Regions from separate parts of the Dromaius novaehollandiae genome. Here region 1 is linked to region 2. A link is a contact called in public Hi-C data. All regions are on one chromosome and are shown on one strand. Each heading gives the region's core, a stretch centred on a gene start, on an enhancer-like site or on the middle of the called end of the contact. The rest is flanking DNA. Distances are from core to core; before and after follow the strand shown.

Region 1 (6,339 bases), core at 1,826-4,325, 42 kb before region 2:
ATATTGCACTTGGCTACAAAAGCTGTGCACAGAAAAATCCAGAAATATTTATGAAATAAACCAAAAACCCTTTCCCAAATTTCCTAGTGTTTTAGAGTTGCTTCTTTCTCAGCTTAGAAAGTAAGTTATCTCTTTTTCTCTTCAAATATAGGAGGTTTGAAGTCGTCTCTCCAGCAGATTTGCCTGCGCAGTGTGGCAGTGCTCTATGCGTGACTGGTTTGCCCCCTCTCTGAAGAGGGAAGAATTGTACAAGGGAAGCCAAGGCTGCTTCCTGGTGAAGGCTGCAGACTGTGGCCCATAACCTGTCCCACACTACAGCTGCTCTTTTTCATTTACCGGTAGGCCCAAAAATATTCAGGAGCTGATCCTTCTCAAAATTATTTTCTTTTTTTTTTTCCCCCCCTCTCTTCCCTTGCTTAGAAATTGCATCCGAAAAGGTGAAGCTGCAGAAAAGAGGCATTCACCTCTGAAAATTAATTCAACTTTCATTCATGGAAACAAGCATCAAGGTCAGCTTAGCTTTTTGCTAGGAAGACTTTTTTCAGTTTCTGATTTTTCTTTTTCTCTCTAAGAGCTTGATTTTTTTAACCTGCCTAATACAACATGGAAAGTGTTTCAAGATCCTCTTTGTCAGACTCCCATGGACATTTGCTTCACAGTGTTATGGTAAAAATGTTTTTTATAGTTTCATTCTATGCACACTACTATGAAGTTCTCAGATACCAACCCTGGAATTATAAGTACCTTTATCAGCTTAGGAGCAAGAGAGCTGATACTGAATATCACTCTGTATAGTCTGATGGCCACTTGCATGAAGACAGTATACAAGTCTTACTTTCCTAAATATGGGGCTCTTTGATCTTGGAGATTGAAATCTCTTTATTCATGTAAGTGAGAAAAGAATAAGCTTTTCTTATCCTAGCCTATTTGCCTGGCTGGCCTGTTTGAGGAAAGAAGGTAATTTAGAATCTGTTCCCTTTTGGTTCCTGACCTTTTCACTTATCCTGCTAGGAAGATTATCATGTATGATAGGCAACTTAGTGTTGGGAACATCTGGCCACAAGAAAAAGACTGAATACACAAACATCAGAGAAGTGCTCTTTAGAATGAACAAGCCCCTTCTGATTCAAGTGTAAAGCTTGAATCAGAAATCTATCAATGAGGAAATAAGTTTCTGTTACTAGTCTTACAATTAGCAGCATTAGTCTTACAGCAGCTGATACAGTTACTACCATTCCATATCTCTAGTGTTTTAAACTTTGTGTTCTTGAGCAGACAAGATTAGGCTTCAAGGCTGCACATAGATGTGTATTTATCACCCAAGAATAGTGAAGGATGTTTTTACCCAGGCCTGCGTGAAAGCACTCATGCATTTGGATGCATCTGCTTGAGATTGAGGTCTCATGTTTTGCACGTCCACTGCAGAATCAGCAAGCCTTGTACTCTATCTGTGTATTTTTACAGTAGGAAAGTCTGGTAAACTTTTTTTTTCTTTTTGTGCTGACCTGCTAGCTCTGGGCCTACATGGATAGAAGTGGTGCCTCAAACCTTCCCCTGCCAAACAGTATCAGTGGCACAAAGGAGAGTCGATTCCTCGATGCCATTCTTCCCACGAGGTGGCATTGCCACCCACCAGTTCAGTTCCTGCCCAGTTCCTTTCCAATTAAATCAGGAGGCTTAAAAAAAGAGAGCAGCAGTGAACCCTTCTTTATTCCATCGCTATTAGAAACTGGGGTAAGTGTATCCTGTGAAGGTGTGCATAGACACAAGCCACTCGGGACTTGGGTGACTGTGCTCTTTTCTGGATGAAAAATTCCCATTTTCTTCTCTTTCCTATAGAAATCAGTCTCAGAAATCCACTTCTATCTTATTTCAAGTGGCTGCTGAATTTACACGTTAAAACGAATTTGCTGGAAAACCATGAGGCACCTTGCTTAGTGGCTCCAGTGTGGCAGCAGGGAAATGCAACTTGTTCCCTTAGAGCGGTGGCAGCCTGTCCAGCTTGGCAGCCACGTAGCCACTGCTGAAATGCAAGGCCATGGAGAGTCAGCATCACAAGATTCACCTAAATATCCTGCCACAGGATATTTAGCAGGGAGTCTTTGTACATTTAGCTGGCTCTGCTTTAGCACTCTGTCCACACATGCTCAAATCCAAGAAAGGAGAAAAAAAAAAAAAAAACAGAAAAAAACTTACACACACACACACACACACACACACCCCCGCCACACACATGCGGTGTAAGGTTTAGTGTTACGTAAGTGCCCCGGCACTAACCTGATACATCTCCAAGTAAAACAGAAATCTCTGATGCTTGTAATTTGCCCTTTAGTTGGAATGAATGTATTTTCTGAGTTTGGTAGCTTTGTAAATGTTTGCTCGAGATATTATCAATGGGCATATTTTATATAAAGGAATATATTAAACTTTAAAGCAAAGAAACTCCTCCCCAGCCTGCGAACACAGCAAATACAGGAATTAAGTAGTAAAAACTGAATTGAAATTATTGCTAGCTGCTAAGCTGTACGTTTTGCAGGTGAGCTGGAACGAAAGTCTGCAGCAACAGCATATCCAGTGAACTGTGAAGAGCTCTCCTCGAAAGCCGCAGCAGTCAGCGAATGCCGACTGTAGTTTAGTCTGAGGTACAGCCCATTCCCCCCAGGTGACAGGTTTTCTGCCATGTAGAGGTGTGGAGAAGGGGTGGTGGCTCACCATCTCCCTCCGTTTGGTGTTGCGGCCAGGTTTGGGGAGTGGGATGAAGCAGACCTGCACTGCCTTCAGGCTTTGTTCCCCCCCTCAGCCCTGTTTGTGCAAACTGTTCAAAGGGGCAGACCTCGCTGTGCTTTTCTCTGAGTGTTGGTACAAGTGAGGGGGAGTCTGGTGTTGCATCCTTACTGTTGTGACGTGCAGGGTAAGCTGCTAACACCATCGCTGCTGAAGGGCATGGCAAGCCGTGTTTGTCATCCAGTGGGAGAACAGAAATAAAATACCGTGAAAATTTGTAGAGCCATGGAAATGCTTAGCTCTCTTCAGACTTGAGCAACACTATGGCTATTTCTGGTGTCAGATTTCTGCATAGATCGAAATAGCCTGCGCCTCTAGTCCGCAGTCAAGTGGGTATGGAAGGCAGAGACTTGAATGGCTCTGCGAAGGCTTGCTTCCAAGTACAATTAATTCATATTTATTATTCCCATGTTGTGAAAAATTCCAGCATCCAATTAAGGCTTCCTTCTGATCTGAAATGAAATTCAGACATTTTGAAGTTTCCCTTTTTCCACCAAAAAAGCAAGCTAGCAGGAAGCCTAGCAGGCCGCCAAAGGAAAGTTATTTGACAGACAAGATTTCCTAAATCTCTTGCCTTTGTACTGCCAAATGTTTGTCAGAACCGTATTTCCATAGAACATTTGTTTTAGTGAATCTGTTTTCTAGTGAAAAACTATTGCACTGGAAATTTCTGACTAGCTGGAGTGCTGATCTTTGGTAAATCTGTGCATTAATAAGCATCCAAAAGCTTACTGCATGTACTCAGACCTAAAAGTGCAAGCGCAGTGGAAGAGTGAATTTGGGGTGCCTCCTCTCTGGGATTTGTGCTTGTTTCTGTAAACTCTTACTTATGTGAATAAGGCCCAGTTTACACTGGGAAAACCAGTGTTAGAAAATGTTTTTGATAATGATTTGTGTAGCTGGATGTCAAACATGCCTACTGTAAAGAGAAATGCCATGGTGTTAGTTCTATAGATAGGCTGTTCCATTTAAAGGATTTCAATGCTACACCAGACCAGAGACCACAGATAAACAGCAGCAAGGCAACAGGTTGTTAAAAATGACAGTCCTGTTTCATGATAACAAAATAGTCTAACATTGTGCAACATAACTTGATTTCATACCTTGTGGGCCTTCCATGTGTAGGCAGGACTAAGGGTTTGTCTTTCTGTTCTTTTGTTATTGAAGAAAAGTGAAAGAAAAAATGAAGGATAACTTCTGGGCTTTCTCACTCCTAGCTTTGAAGTGGGGAAGCTTGTAATCACTAAAAGGAGATAGATCATCCTCTTGTTCAAATAATACTAAACATTAATCTGTCTATATTTAGTTTATATCAAGAAATAGAGGATATTTCTGCCAGCCTTTCCCAAAGTTCAGGAAGGTGATGCAGACGTTTAGGCAAAATAGACTGCAAGATGTAGCTGCGTGTAGTCCTTGGCATCCTTAGAAACAAGGCTGTTCTTAATTTTTTCGTCTGACCCCATACAATGGTTCTTACTTTCCAGGAATTTCTATTGCAAAAAGAGGGAAGGCTGTGAAATAGCTATTACATACCCTTTTTTCCTAAAACAGATTGCATATGTGACTAATAGAGCAACGTATTTTGAGGAATTCATCACTGTTTTATGATCTTCCGGAAGTCCGGTAGGTAGGTGACCAACACAGCTTGGACCTCATCTAAAGGAGGCTCTGCTCACTAGCAGGTGAGCACCTCAACTACTCGCCTTGGGGTATTCAAGATGAGGGTTGTAGCTGCAAATGGGAAACTGAGGAAACTATGCGGATTACAGTTTGTCCAACCTGTGATGTCTTTGGCTGAATTTTCAGAGATGTCAGGCTATGAGTCCCATTCACTATAAAATATCAAAGGCTGGAGATCCAAAAGTTAGTGACCAGATTTGAAAATGTTATGAGCATGCAGTTACAATATATCCCTGTAATGTTGGCTGTTTTTATTAGGGGGGTGGAGGAAGAAGGGAGAGGAAGGAGGGTAGTGTGGTTTTCAGTTTATCACAAATAATTTTAAGTATGCACTTACTTAAAGCACACACATGCAGAGAAAGGTTGTTCATACATTGTACCATGGCACATAACTGTCCTCCAAACTATAAAAGCACTCACTTCACCCATCACATTCTGGTTTTACACTTTTTCTGCATTTTCCAAACCAAAAAGAATTAGACACTGTAAAGGTTTTATTCTTGCTCATGTTTGCATAGAGACCAAAACAAAACACCCCTCCCAGATGTGTTGTCTTAACCTGGTCAGGCACTCCAGGTGAGGGAATGTATTCCTTTGATGTCTTGATGACAGCAGTTCCAGAGAAGTAACAAGCATAGTCCAGCAACCGAGAAGGTCACTACAAGTGAATTATTTTCTGTGGTGGTTGTCAAACTGCTAGATGAAGCAGTGAAACAGATCATTTATCAGATGTCTGCAGTTGCAATTTGTATGAGAAAAATCTGTTCTAGCAGTGACTCAAGGAAACCTGTCACAAATGTACAAAACATGAATATAAACCAAGACCTCTTATTTCTGCTATTGTTAGAATGTTGCTCCACAGAGCCACGTGAAGTCACGCATATTGTTTTAGTCAGGGTCAGCAAAAAATGAGTAGTGTTGCAGCTCATATTCATGAGTATGCCCCATACTTACAATATCTGATGTGCTTTGTGTGTTTTTCTGTGGTGCTCTGACCACGTCCTTTGCGCACCACAAAGAAGAAAGTGTTACCTGTTGTTGACCCAGAGGTCAAAATGCCAGCAGCCAGCCTGAGTGATCGCTGTTGTTCTCATCATTGATGGGGGAATTGTCGTAGATTTCTATGATGGTGCTGATGAGACTTGCTGTAAGCTTAGAAATCTTTCAAAAATACCACAGAACTGTAAAAAGAGCAAAATCCAAATCTCACCAAGAAAGTGAGAGCTGCATTTTTTTCTCAATAAAAAGTTTTTGTTCCCCACACAATCTGTGGGGAAAATCTAGCCCTTTTCTCTACAGCTGCTGCAAGGTACCATGCAGCAATAAGGGAGTACTTGTATGCCACAGTCCCATTCAGAGTAGCCCCAAGACCTGGAAAGAGGAGTCCCTTTCTACCAAGAAACTGCCCAGAAGCAGCTCTGCTTACTCCAGCTGTGTGTACTTATGTACCCTGAGGGATTTTGAGCTTACCCTGGGAGAGCAGTCAGACACCTAACAGCCACCCTCTCCTTAGGCTCTGCTCGTGCTCTCCTGGGCGATTTGCACTTGCTGTTTATAGCAACACTCAAAGGCAGCAAGGTCCTGGGTACAAGACAGGAACCAGGCAGTCCTTGTCAGACAAGCATGTTTGGGGAGGGAAAGAAAAGGTCCTTCTTTATCTTTGTTCTTATAGAAAGTGTCACAGGATGTTTAATGTCCATTCTGAGCAAAGACCTGTTGTTTTCCAGATCTTGCCTGAAAACCCTTGCAGTATTCAACAGGCCACTTAGTTTATCTTTCTTGGATAAACAAAAGGCTGCTGGAATTTGAAACTTGTTCCAAGAGTCTAGGGTCCAAAGCCTGCTCAAATTCATGTGAGTCCTTCCCCTGGTCTGG
Region 2 (6,803 bases), core at 1,885-4,384:
AGGTGGTGGAGGTGCAAAGGCAGCCTGTCAGCCCAGGAGGCCAGGCGGAAAGGCTCGTGTTTTTCCAAATGCACCGTCTCTTCCTTCTGTGAAATCAGCAGTTGTTGAAGCAGAGTGTGCAAGCAGATAACTGAGAAACTGCTCGCTCTGCAGGCTGTTAGGAAAGAGGATGTTGGCAGATGGGTTGTTTCTGCATACTGTAATGTCAGGGCTGTCTCCTTTATTGGATCCAGGAGCTCTGTCTTCAGATGGTGTAAATTCCTCATTTGTACCAGCTGAAGAGTTGATCAGGTCATTTGCTGTGGGTGGCCAGAAAACAACAGCTGTGATTTGCTGATGATTTCCTGCTACTTGTGCTAGCAAAAAACTACAGCTGTCTGCTTTGTAAATGATATAGACCGAATGTACCTCATGGGATAAATTATTGATGTGATGATTTATTAAATAATGGGATGCTTCTGCATTTCCAAAATGAAGCTGTTGTCAGAGATGGAGGAACTTCACGTTCTGACATGCAAATCATTCCTGTATTTTGATACAGTATAAAGCTTTGTTCTGTTCATTAGTAAAGTGATCAGAGTCCAAATTTTCATCAATGCTGAACTATTGCTTTGATAACCATCTACAAGGTATTCAGTGTTTGCTAATGATGTCCTATTCCACTCAGCGCCTCACAAGGGAAAGCAACATAGACTATGAAGCTGATTTAGATCAAGAGTAAAAAGAACACAACCATAAGGGCATGATGTATTTTTCATATATATAAATAGTATGTGTGTAAAGTAGTTTTATTTTTCATGCATATTTCAAATATAACGTTGATACTGTTTGACTTCAGTTGGCAGTGTTCAAAGCATTTATAGCAACCACACTCCAGAAACCTGTTCAGAGCAAGTGGCATGATTTACATGCACAGAACACAGACTGAGGAGTGCAAAACCTGCTTAAAACTAGTGACATGGCATTACTTCAGCTCTACGTGGCATCGGGTGGGAGCAACCAAGGATGGATTGCATTTCCACCGGATGCCACAGGGCCAGTGACCCAGGGCACCCCAGATATCTGCATAGGCCAAAAGTTTCCCCAAATGTGCCCCTTTCTCCTTGCTGGACTTCTAAGAGGCAGCCAGCGTGGTACATGCTGGAGGTCTCCTGTGGGAGAAGCACTCTTGACCAAGGAGTTCCTCTATGGGGCTGCTATATCTTTAGTGCCGGGCAAAGTGGACCCATCATACGAATGACTGTGGCCCATGGCTTTGACTTATTTTCATCTGGTTTGTGTATTTTTCAGAAGTGCAGCTTTAGGACTCCTTCATTTCTTCCTAACATGCTTTTAAATTGGTCACAGTGAAGGTGAGAGGGCTTCTAAGTTTGATGCAGACATACAGGTAACAAATAGAAATGAGTATTTGCACCAGAAAAATCGTATCTTGAATCTGAACTAATATTCAAAGCCAAATACTAGAAATATTCCAGTCTGAATTTGGAATATTGCAATATCATTCTTCAGGCAAGATTCTGATTGTAAATATAACAGAGCTGGTTAACTTAGCCTAGAAGAGCTATTTTTGAAAGCAGAAGTCCAAAACACCTGCATGCCAAAGAATCTGGAAAAGTTTTCGTTCTCCAGACTGAACTCGTGTCTTTTGTCTTTCCACCAACCTCTGTTTCCTAATGATTATTTCCCATAAACTACCCCCGAAAGAAAACAAAATTCATAACATGTTATTGCAAGTTTGACTTGTGTCTGAACCATATTTTTCTTTTGGTTTGTGACTGTTTTTCTGGCTAAAATAATCTGCAGTCACTCTTCTAGGTTTATGCAGCCATCTTTTTGTGAGAACAGGAGCAGAGGGAAGGTGCTATCTTTACTGGTCTGTGCCTGTGAGGAAGGACCATTAGCCTGAGTCAGGACTGGTGAGAATTTTGTATCCTAAGAAAAAATAAAAGGCAATTTCAGTTGTTGATTTAATTTTTTGTTTGTGTGATCGTGGGATGTAATCTGATTGTGACTCTCGTGACAGTACATGAAAATATATCAAGGGGCCTTAAGTTTGGTTGTAAGATACATTCATTAAAAAAGTAAAAAAATTCTCCATAAATATTCTGTAATGAGTTAGGAACAATATGCACATTAAAAACAATTAAAGGCAGTTCTGCTAATTAGTAGTGATGAAAATGTCATTTTTAGATCTAACTGCAAAAGTTTCATACCAAGAAATAGGGAGTCGTTTGGTCTATAAAGAAGATACGCTATTTCAGTAAGTTATGTCACTGCTGTTGTTAACAAAATTTTAATTACTTTTTTTCAACCTCATGACATGTCAGCAGTTATTCATGCCAAAATTACATATTATGAAAGAATTTTGGAATAATAATATATACATTTATACCCTATTAAGTAGTACTGTGTAACAAATGATTAGTGTTTTCAGATAAATTTTTATTTATTTCAAGGTATTTTTTGTAGGCATTTCCATTCGTATGTTGCACTTAGGATTAATTCTTGTTTTAAAGAACTAATTCAGCAGAAAATGTTTGCTTGGAAACAGAACTATGCAGCAACAATATTCAAGCTGTTCTCCATACAGGATATGCTGGCGTGGCACAGTGCAGTTGTAGGCAGAGATACCTAAGCCAGTTGTGAATAAATAGCCAGGATAATACTGCCCGTTCCTGCTAGCCCTGCTGGGCCCTGGTGAACTTCAGCTTGGCTGCAGCACTGCCCTGCTGAGCCTATATAGCTTCCAGGGACAGCGTGGTCTAACCTGGCTTGGGTAGCATCTGTCCAAGACAGAAACACGTGGATCCTACCTCAGGCAGATCCTGCTTGGAATAATACTCTTCTCCACGCAGTGAAAATAAATTCAGTGTAAGTAAGTGCATAATATGATCTTTAATTGGTTTTTAAAATGGATATATTTGTAAGTCTTTGGACAACTCTGCTGTGTTGTAATTTGGTATTTTGGTTCATAACTGAGTACTCTGTGCAGGGTTGTCTTCACTCCTTTCTTCTTCCTGCACCAAAAGCGCAGATTCCATGGAGGTGTTCGCACTTCGTGCAAATGAGATGCGTTCAGCCCCTGCGTCGTTCTGTTTTGGCAGTTGCACTGGACACTGTATGTTGCTTTTCATTTTGTCTGCTACCAAAAGCTCCGGCTCAGGCTTTTTCCTGGGTGACCATGCCGGCAATGCAGCAGCACCACCCTGTGGGAACGAAGTTCTTTGCATTTTCGAGATATTAAACATGGTCTGGAAAACAATGTTTGCACAGAGCATCCCAGGGTAGTATACCACAGTCCATCGCAATCCTCCAGAGCCAAAACAAGGCAAGGCACGATAAATAAGAGATCTTGAATTGTGGGGTCTCACTGTGACTCACTTCATTGTGGTGGAGACAACCTCTGACTCATGAAAATTTCAGGCTCACATTTTTCTCCTTGGAATATTTTATTGCTTCTCTTTATTTCTGCAAGGCTTATTTTCCAGGAAAGGGGCAGGATGGGCTCTGGTAGCAGGCTGTGGAGGGGAGCAGGGATGTGCAAATGCAATCTTGAATTCCTCCCTGCTGCCCTCAGAAGGGTTTAGAGGGAAACAGCATGGATATTAGACACCTCAAGATTGATAAAGGCAGTGGGGTCACCTAATGTACTGTTTTGCCCACATAGGCAGTACAACGTGATAGGGAATCGCCAGTTCCTGAGTTCAACCCCAGTTTTGTTCTTGCCAACTTTCAGGATTGGCATGTCAGTCCTGCTTCCAGTCTGTCCTGTTCTTCTCCCTCTCCTGTCTTTCCCTAGGCAGGGCCACCTTTGCAAGAGGAAACCTGGTGGGTGGTAAATTAAATATCTACCCTGGTGGGGGATAGATTGAATGTTACAATATTACCATTCCCTTTTTCTCAGTGGAAGATACGATTTCTAACTTAGAAGTCCTGTGTCCTTGAGATCACAACTCAAATACAGCCTTTATAGAAATGTTACTATTGAAGAGCACTCAGAGCTCTTGAATGTTAGCAAGCATACTCTTAGTTGGCAAATGAAGAATCAACGCTTTCAATTTCTACGTTATCGCCAGAAGGTGATGCTACCATGTCTTTCATCTGGTTATAATTTCAACCTTAAAAAAAATAGTTCTGAGAGTCTGTTGAAACTTTTTTGGAGGGGGTTGGGGGGGTTGTGAGAGAGAATTCTTGGGAGCTTTAGATTAAGATGAACGTCGTAGCTCGCATAATGCACTCCAATGTTCTTCATTTTCAGGATCCAATTTCAGGGCTTTCTCATAGCACTCAATTGCCTGCTGTTTCTCATTGTTTAGTCGATGGATGAGTCCAAGTGTGCTAAAAGTTGCTGCATCTGCTGAACGTTCTTGAATTTTCTGTTCCAACAATTTCTTCAGAGCAATTTTGCACTTAATTCTCCCGGCAGAATCAGTCTCAATTTTCAGCCCTTCTGTGTAATATTTAAGAGCTTCAGATTCTGATTTCCTATGAAAATGCTGAAAGCGTCCATAATAGTAGTAGAGCTCTTGTTTATCTGCACTGTGTAGATTCGTCATTTGAAACACTTTCTGAAATGTCTGTTCTGCTTCTCGATACTTATTTCCTTCTGCATACATCATTGCTAGGTCATTGTAGGCAGAAAAAAATGTTGACTTTTGCTGAATTGCTCTTTGAAAATGAAAAATGCTAAGTCGAATGAGTTCTTCCACTTGTTCTCTGGGGGCATACTTTGTAGGCTTTTTCAGTCGAAACAGTTTTGCTCTGTAGCAGAGTCCTATCTGGTGATGCAAAAAGCTACATGTTGGTGTCACTGCTAGGCCTTTTTTCAGCAACTCCAGTGACTTATCCAATTGTCCTTTCCTTCGATAAAATTTAGCAGCATATCGTAGAAAATAAGGAAGATCAGGGGTTTTTTCCATTGCTGCTTCAATGTATCTCTCCCCTTCCTCAACTAGATTTAAATCCTGAAGTTTTAACGCAAGTAATGCCACAACAGAAGTATCATTTGGATTCAGTTCCACTGCACGCCTCAGGGGTTCCAGGGATGAGCTTTCATTTTCGCCGCTTCCCAGAGTCATACTTTCCACACGATACGTTGCTATTGCATGGCCGGCAGTAAATTCTGGGTTGTCGGGTTCATTCTTCAGAGCATTTTCAAAACACTCCTTTGCTCTGCCATAGTACGTTCTCCCAAACTTTAATAATGCCCACCCTTTCTCAGCATAGATCTCTGGAAGCTGAATCTTATAGCGAGCAGTACTTGAAAGCTTTCTGCAGGTATCTTCCACTTTGCTTAAATAGGCTTGAACTTCTTTGTATCTGTTCATGTGGTAATAAATCCAGGCATAGTTCCCCCAGGTAACAAGACTTCTCCTGTCTGTTTCATTTGGATGATTTTTTTCAATTTCTTCTTCAGCTTTTTGTAGATTTTGCAGGGCATCCTCATGTAAATGCTTTAGGTAACACACATACGATAGCATATTGTAACTTGCAACATTGGATTGTATGCACTGATACTCAATCTGATAGCCTGTCTTGTCCTCTATGTTATCTAGATCCACATCCTCCTTCAGCAAAATCCATGTAAAATGACATTCTAGTTGCAGCAGAGTGCTCTTGAAGTCATTCTTGGAAATGATACTAGAAGAAATCACAGAAGAACTTACTTATATCAGATCTGCTTTTTGCTACTGTTGTTTTTAGAACAGGCATGACATACTTCAAAAGCAGGCAATAAAAAAGCAGTTGTTACCACTAGACAACAATACATTAAGTAAGCCAAAGTTGTGGAAAGCCATCATTCTAAGGAGCTGAATAGTTCTAGCCAGTGTAACTGCAAAAGATCCTGGATGTCTGGATGTCATAGCAGAGGGTCAATCTCTACTGTACAGCTGGCACACCTTAGGGCCGCAGGAATATATTTCTGCCCTTAAAATATTCACGGAAGCCTACCCAAAAGAGGTAATCAAATAAAAGCTCCCTCCCAAAATTGGAGGAAGTAATTTAGTGCCTTTCCTGTATCTCTGTACATTTTAAAGTTTGTATTATAAAATTTACTTTGAATATCCTGAATTTGCAAATGCTTGCTTGTTGGATCATAGCACCATTTTTATGTTCTGATGATACCGATGAACTGATATTTGTTTCCTATAGCTTCTATCTGCGAATATTATTGCTTCCTGTAAAGGCTTTTTAATAATATGCTTGTTTCTATTCCTTTTTTTTGTTTTTACTCACTTATTACACCCTAGAAAGAGATTTTCTTGCATTTTACTACTCATTTTCTGTATATTGTAAGCACACATGTGGGCGTTAGAGCCCAAAATCTGCCCTAGAATCATGCCATGTCAAACCAACCTTGTGTGCTTCCACCTACTTGCTTTTTATTCAGAGGTGTGTTTCTTGTGTGCCTTTGATTTGAGAACAGTCATATCCTGCATCAATGACATCCGCATGTAGGAGCTGCTCCAGTGTTTGGACAGAGCCACGTCTCTGCTGGCTTCGTGAACCATAACCTCAGAATATGGAAAGACAGTGTGACCACTGTAGTTGCAGAAAAGCTAAGGTGTCAGCACCAAAGCTCTCTGCCATCACTGCCTTCATAAACAAGCACAAATTTGGTCAAGTTTTAGCTTCCTCTACATGTGCTGTGTGGCAACATCCTTGCTTCATCCACTCTTGCAGATCAGGAGAGCACCAGGCCAAAGAGTGGGGCAGAGTGTGATGCAGAAGAGCTTTAAGTTGTGGCTAAGATTTCAAGAAGTAATTGCCTAATTGTAGGCTTCTAAAGCCATATTTACACA

The links. Hi-C and Micro-C count contacts between places; a contact is called where the count stands out from the background.
Region 1: a Hi-C map of ovary shows a contact between it and region 2, with 2.6 times the contacts expected there. The contact joins two enhancer-like sites. A contact is called at or near these places in 3 of 4 Hi-C or Micro-C datasets (brain, liver and ovary).

The regions. Positions count from the first base shown.
Region 1 is chr6:28,828,522-28,834,860 of bDroNov1.hap1, reverse strand. No RefSeq gene overlaps it. Among named protein-coding and RNA genes, the nearest start is that of SLC16A12, 3.6 kb to the right of the region's middle. Within about 2 kb of position 3,075, at least 1 of the 2 cell types and tissues checked has open chromatin away from gene starts, as enhancers often do.
Region 2 is chr6:28,786,137-28,792,939 of bDroNov1.hap1, reverse strand. IFIT5 (interferon induced protein with tetratricopeptide repeats 5) reads right to left here. Exons shown (of 2, transcript XM_026094152.2): 2 at 2,275-5,640. The coding sequence ends at 4,206. It overlaps SLC16A12 (solute carrier family 16 member 12), which reads left to right. Exons shown (of 7, transcript XM_064514015.1): 7 at 1-2,051. Among named protein-coding and RNA genes, the nearest start is that of IFIT5, 4.6 kb to the right of the region's middle. Within about 2 kb of position 3,134, at least 1 of the 2 cell types and tissues checked has open chromatin away from gene starts, as enhancers often do.